Regions from separate parts of the Mus musculus genome. Here region 2 is linked to region 1. The links are chromatin contacts, called in public Hi-C maps. All regions are on one chromosome and are shown on one strand. The core of a region is the stretch at or near the end of the contact, and the rest is flanking DNA. Distances in the headings are between cores, read along the strand shown.

Region 1 (3,194 bases), core at 22-2,521:
CTGGTCTTCACTCTCTTGTCCCATTTCAACCCTCTCAATCAATATTCATTTGTATTTCAAAAAAATCACATTATTTACATTAATCCAAGTTCTCCCTCTGAATTCCTTTTGGAAATTGAAGAACTGTGAACATTTCTATGCAGCAGTATTCTCTATGTCTTCATCGTTTCACACCCTCAGTAATTGTTCTTGGCAAAGGTGTTTGGTTTTCTGTCCATCCGTGCTGTGTGTTGCCTGGATAAAGAAGTGAGGACTAGCCATCCACACTGGAAGTTTAAGACCTCTCGGGCTGCAAGAGAGGAAGTATTAAAAGAATGTCAAATTGGGATTCTATGAATATAAATGGTCAGATACACCAAAACATAAAAGCAAGCAAAAGTTCTCTTGGTTCTAATTGGTTCAGCCTCTGAAATTTGATACTTTAATTGCGGTGTTCTTGGACTTCTACCTAGGAGTGATTATTGGAAGGAGCTTAAGCTTTTGCCTATAAGGTGGCTGCAGAGAAGAGGCAAGAGCCAAGCTTCAAAATGAGTCTGCCTGGAGCAGAAATCAATAAAAGAAAAAGAAGGAGGAGGAAGAGCAAGAAGAGAAGGAGGAAGAGGAGAAAGAAGAGGACAGGGGGAGGGGGAGGAGGATAAGAGAAGGGAAGATAATGCAAGATAATGATTGATACAGATAGACAGACAGACAGATATGTAGATGATAGACTGATAGATGATAAATGGATAATAAATAAAAGATAATTGATTGATAGACATCTGATATGCATACAGAGATGAGAGAAAGAGATGATGGATAATTAAGTAGGTAAACAGATAATGCCAAACATAGACATGATAGATGAATGATATAGCTGATAGGTAAATGTTTGATAGAAGCATATATTTTAGTTATATAGAGATAGACAGACACTCAAGAGGAAATTAAGTAGGTTATTAAAATGATAAGTAAGTACTATTATTTTCAAAGTAAATTTCAAAATAAGAGTCTCAAATGCATTACTCTAATTTGTCATTTTGTTGGGAAAATTTTCCCCTTTCTCTTCAAAGAAATATTACCTGGGGTTCATTAAACAAGGGCTTGACAAATAGATTATGAAACTACCTACAAAGACAGGCAATTTTTATTTGTCTTTGAATTTTAGCCGTTCATTAGTCCACTTTTTACCTTTATTTGTTTTCAAGAAGTGAGGAAATGTGGGTGTGTCACAGGGTGTGTGTTAAGGTCAGAGGGCAACTTCCAGGAGAAGTTTCTTACCTTATGCCATTTGAATTCCAGGGATCAAACCCAGGTCCTCAGGCTTGGGGCAAATGCCCTTAGCCCTGAACCATCTTAGCAGCTCTGTTAGCTCACTTCCCCAGCAGAATCCTTCTCAGCTATGAAAAGGAGGAAACCGCAGTCTCCACTAGGGAAGGAGACTACCAGAGGGAAGCAATGCTTCAGCAGAGCCCCACGGAGGGGAGGGGGCTTTGAACTGTACTGGAAACCAAAGGCGACCTATTAAACTCCAGTACAACTTTTTACCATCTCGTTCTAAGGAGACCAACTCTCTTTAAACATGGGTCCTGTTTGCACACCAATCTAAATGAAGGATTATAAATAAACTATATATGAGGTGGTTGGGGAGATGGCTCAGCAGTTAAGAGAACTTGGGGCTCTTGTAGAGGAACTAAACTCAGTTCCCAGCACCTACACTCGGCAGCTCACAACCATCCATAACTCTAGCTCCTGCCGTCCTCTAATATCTGCAGGCACAAGCAAACACACATGTACACACCCACATATATATTTTTTAAATCTTGAGAAAAGGAAAAACATGAATTCACGTGACTGAATAGGCTCAGAGTCTCATCCTGAAACCCAGCAAGCAGCTTTACTCAGTGTCCTCATTTTTTTATTAGATATTTTCTTTATTTGCATTTCAAATGTTATCCTCCTTCCTGGTTTCCCCTCTGAAAATCTCCTATCCCATGCCTCCTCCCCCTACTCACCAACTCAACCACTCCCACTTCCCTGTCCTGGCATTCCCCCACACTGGGGCATCAAGCCTTCTCAGGACCAAGGGCTTCTTCGCCCATTGATATCTAACAAGGCTATCCTCTGCTACATATGCAGCTGGAGCCATGGGTCCATCCATGTGTACTCTTTGGTTGGATTTAGTCCCTGAGAGCTCTGGGGGTACTGGTTAGTTCATATTGTTGTTCCTCTTCTGGGGCTGCAAGCTCATTAAGAAATCTATCACAGCCTGCCTTCGTAAAATGAGGGAAGTCTGCAGCTCTCCAACCCTTCCTTTCCTCAGGCATCTTTATCACACTCGTCCTAGAAATCCAGAGTCAGTGAGAAACACCCTACACTCCTCAGTTTATTTTTTATAAAGCTCCATTCACTTCCCATCCCCCGCACCAGCCTTATCTGAGCCAGTCACTTCAGAGTGACTTTGTGGCTCATTGACTTTTGGGTAGGGTTGCAGCCCAGTACAACTGTGTGAGCATCCCCACCTCCAATTATCAGGTACACTACCACTGACTGCCCCAAACTCAGATATCCTCTGACTCTCAGGTCAGTGTCCCCTGGCTGATGTATACATAGGAAGAGGATCATACCTTTTATCTTATTGTGATGACTCTTGGATCAACAAGAACAACAACAAAATCATGGAAATAGAGCAAAAGAATGAAGAGCTGGGAAGCACAGGGTGCCTGAAATTTTGTTTTGCTAGGACATTGTTAAAGCCAAGTGTTGAGGATTGTTTAGTTACTTTTTTATTGCTGGGATAAAACACCATGACCAAGGCAACTTATAAAAGAAAGCATCTAATTGGGCTTATGGTTCCAGAAGGTTAGACTCCACAATGGTGGCGAGAAGACATGGCAGCAGAAACAGCTATGAGCTCATATCAGAGAGAGCTAACTGGTAATGGCATGGGATTTTGAAATCCCAAAGTCCCCCCACCCACCACCCAGGGACATGACTTCTCCAATAAGGCCATTCCTCTAAATCCTTCCAGAAGAGTTCCACCGATGAGGGACCAACTTTTCCAAGTCTGAGGCCATAGGAGCCATTCTCGATCAGCCACTAATCATAAAGGCAGAGTTGCCTTTTGCTCCTTAGTATTATACATTTTACCCACTTTCGCACATGTGCACACCTATTCTAGTGCAGTCATCACTCGAGAATTAAAATATATTCCTTCC
Region 2 (2,893 bases), core at 65-2,564, 180 kb after region 1:
AAGTTACCTAAGCACTTTGTGGCTTAAATGGGCCCCCAAGCTACAGCTGGCGTCACATGCTATCTCCCTTTAATTTTCTCTAGTTAAAAACAAGATCTCAGTCCCAGAATGCTTATTCTTTTTCACACTCAAAGAAACCCAAGAGCACATACTCACCCCATCTAGTCGATCAGGTTTTTTGTCTCTTCTTCTCCCACACCCCCTCCCCCTCTTCCTCCTTTTTCCTTTTGATCCATCGTGCAGCAATCAACTGTAATGATCTAGTAGCAACCCCGCCCACTCCTTAAGACAGCTGTGATGACTGCTAGGGGACCTTCCATGGTTCAGTTTCAGTCTAGAGAAGATAGGAGACAGCAGAATCAACAGTCTGCAATCCCTGGCCAAACTAAGGCTTTGAGGCACCACTTCCTTCTCAGATGATTTGCATAATTTGGATCTATTTTCCAAGTTCCCTTTCAGTATCTTGTTTTGAAAGGAGGGCTCAGGGTGTGTCATCAGAACAAAAGGTTGATGCTGCCTGTCGACTCCTGCTAAATAATGCATTTGGAAAGAGAGACACCAGGAGACACCAAGGCTTCTTGGCTTCTGCTTATCAGCCTAGACTCAGTTTAATTTCCCAGTTCACACTTCCAAAATCTGGGCAGCAGCAATGTCTAGTTAGCTACATGACCACGTCCTTCAGGGTGGTGGGCGAGGGCAGCTGGGCAATAGAAGGCTGCTAGTTTGTGTTGATTGTGTGGCCTGGCCTGAAGAGCCTCCTGGGACCAGCGGTGGTGTGCAAATTAAAGTCGGCCTGGCCTGAAGGTCAGCAGCCGTCCCCCAGCAATGACTGGCCGTCCCAGCCCACTGCCCTTGAGAAATTGGTATACTGCAAAACATATTTGCTCAGACACAGAGAGAAAACGATTCTTCACCTAATTACATCCATTTGGCTCTGGACACATAGATCCGGTCCCTTTATGAGGAAACAAAGCAAGCAAGAAAGAGACGACCACACTTCTCTGTTTCTAAAAATCTCTCCAGATGTTCTATGGGCAAGCTGTGTGACAGAAGTGAGATGGTATGCCCGTGTGCTTTGTGAATATACATGCTACATAAACAGAGGTGGCAGAAAGCCAAATCATTGCAACCTACTGTAAGACTTCCTTACACAGATAGTGTAGACAGGATTCATCTACAGATGGCTTCTAACCACTAATGCCTTCTCACTAGCCTGTGGCAAAACAGCATTCTCTCTCTGTCGCAGAGGCCTCTGAGCCTGGCAGTTCAGCCTTCAACTCTTTAAGGCCATGTCTTTATTCATTGGCAGAAAAGGCTGTGTTAGCCAAGCATTTCACATGTAAGTGACATCATTAACTAAGAGCCGAATCAATGGGAAGAGGAACCCAGAGGAATGTTCCAGAAGTAACTATGTCATAGTCTGGGATCCATACAACCTTGGGATTTCAGTCTAAGGAGTCTGGTATTTTCAAGTTTGGAGGGGCAAAAACAGAAAGTAGTTTTGCACAAGGAGGTCACAGAGCCTTTGTCTGCTCCGAGGTCTAACCAGACAGTCACCTTCAATCCTTGTCTAATTCTTCCCCGTTCTCATTCCATCTACATTTGCTCCTCCAATTCTATCTTTTTACATCATTCATTGACACTAAAATATGACATTTTTCTCAGGTTTAGTTATCTTTTAACAGAAATCAATGCTAAAGAGATAAAACTCAGCACATATCTCAGACCTTGGTCATGGACGAATGTCAGGTCATGCCAGCTTTTCCGGCATTGCCGAGCAGCCAGGCCTAATAGAGGTCACCACTCCCCCTGACCTGTGCTGGGGTCCCAGCACCATTGCCTATGGCTACAGCTTTCTATCTGTAGTCATGCAAAAGGCTAGAAATCATCTCCAGCATTTGATCCCGGAGCCCTGTGAAAATATGGTCTCAAAGAAATAAGGGTAAGAGGACAGGGAGAGCGGCTTTTGGCCCTCACCTCCCCCAAATTCACCTGAAAAGAAGGTGCTCATTACCACACAGTTACCACGAGGAGGAGCCTTGCAGAAAGCAGCAGAGTCTTTCTCAGAAAGGCTTTTGAAACCCCCCAGTTTAATGGGATTGTACAGCTTAAGAACAAAGAGTTACAAAACCCTAATGTGCCGCTTACGACGTTATCGCCAACCTAGTTTCCAGTCTTTAAGGGAGCACGGTGGCTTTTCTAGTTATTTTGTCTTAATTTGCAAGCAGTCCTGGCTGAATTGTTCATTTATTTCTAAGATCATGTCGTTAGTTACAAGGTTAAGATTCAAACGGGCAGGGGAGAAGAAAAAGGCTAGCTGCTAGCAAGAAAAATGGATCCTGTGACCTTTAGCAAGCATTTTGGTTGCAAGGCACGGGTTTCATTACAGCTAATGGTGAGAGCAAACACGGGCAGGAGTGGGCCCTTCACCTTCAGCCCCACGGGAGTCCCAGCTGCAGGTTCTATCTGGCTCTCCCACCTGCACAGCCGGAGCACCTTTGGGTCTCATTCTAGAAGAGTTTTCTCTTTGTTCTTGACCATAAGCATGTCTTATTCTTGAGACCATAGTGCACCCCTAAAAACAGGCTTGTCTGCCTGGATTCATGAGTTCAACCTTAAGAGAACAATTTTATTCAAATGATGTATACTAATATTTAGCTCGGAAAGAAAGTAGTACTAAAAAAGAGGAAAAAAGGGAGGGGAAGAGGAAGGGAAAGAGGGAAGAAGGGGGAGGGAGGGAGGGAGGGAGGGAGGAGAAAGGAAATATAAAGAGATTAGATTGACAATATATAGAAAAAAGGAGGAAGGAGGAAGAGAGGGAGGAAGGGAAAAAGGGAGAGGTGGAGGGAAGTAATAGAGATGTATGTTATGTTTTAACCTTCAATATATAATA

The links. A called contact is a pair of places that touch in the nucleus more often than the background predicts.
Region 2: a Hi-C map of liver shows a contact between it and region 1, with 3 times the contacts expected there. The contact joins two enhancer-like sites. A contact is called at or near these places in 6 of 484 Hi-C or Micro-C datasets (the AML12 cell line and liver), 1 of 115 datasets of contacts at active chromatin or transcription factors (differentiating embryonic stem cells) and 1 of 9 other capture datasets (embryonic stem cells).

The regions. Positions count from the first base shown.
Region 1 is chr9:74,521,395-74,524,588 of GRCm38.p6, forward strand. Gm33459 (a long non-coding RNA gene) reads right to left here. Exons shown (of 2, transcript XR_379628.2): 2 at 1-289. Among named protein-coding and RNA genes, the nearest start is that of Gm33459, 5.7 kb to the right of the region's middle. Within about 2 kb of position 1,272, at least 3 of the 459 cell types and tissues checked have an H3K27ac peak or open chromatin away from gene starts, as enhancers often do. A contact at or near this core is called in liver, where this site is marked.
Region 2 is chr9:74,700,892-74,703,784 of GRCm38.p6, forward strand. Gm40533 (a long non-coding RNA gene) reads right to left here. Exons shown (of 3, transcript XR_870920.1): 3 at 2,866-2,893. Among named protein-coding and RNA genes, the nearest start is that of Gm40533, 9.1 kb to the right of the region's middle. Within about 2 kb of position 1,315, at least 5 of the 459 cell types and tissues checked have an H3K27ac peak or open chromatin away from gene starts, as enhancers often do. A contact at or near this core is called in liver, where this site is marked.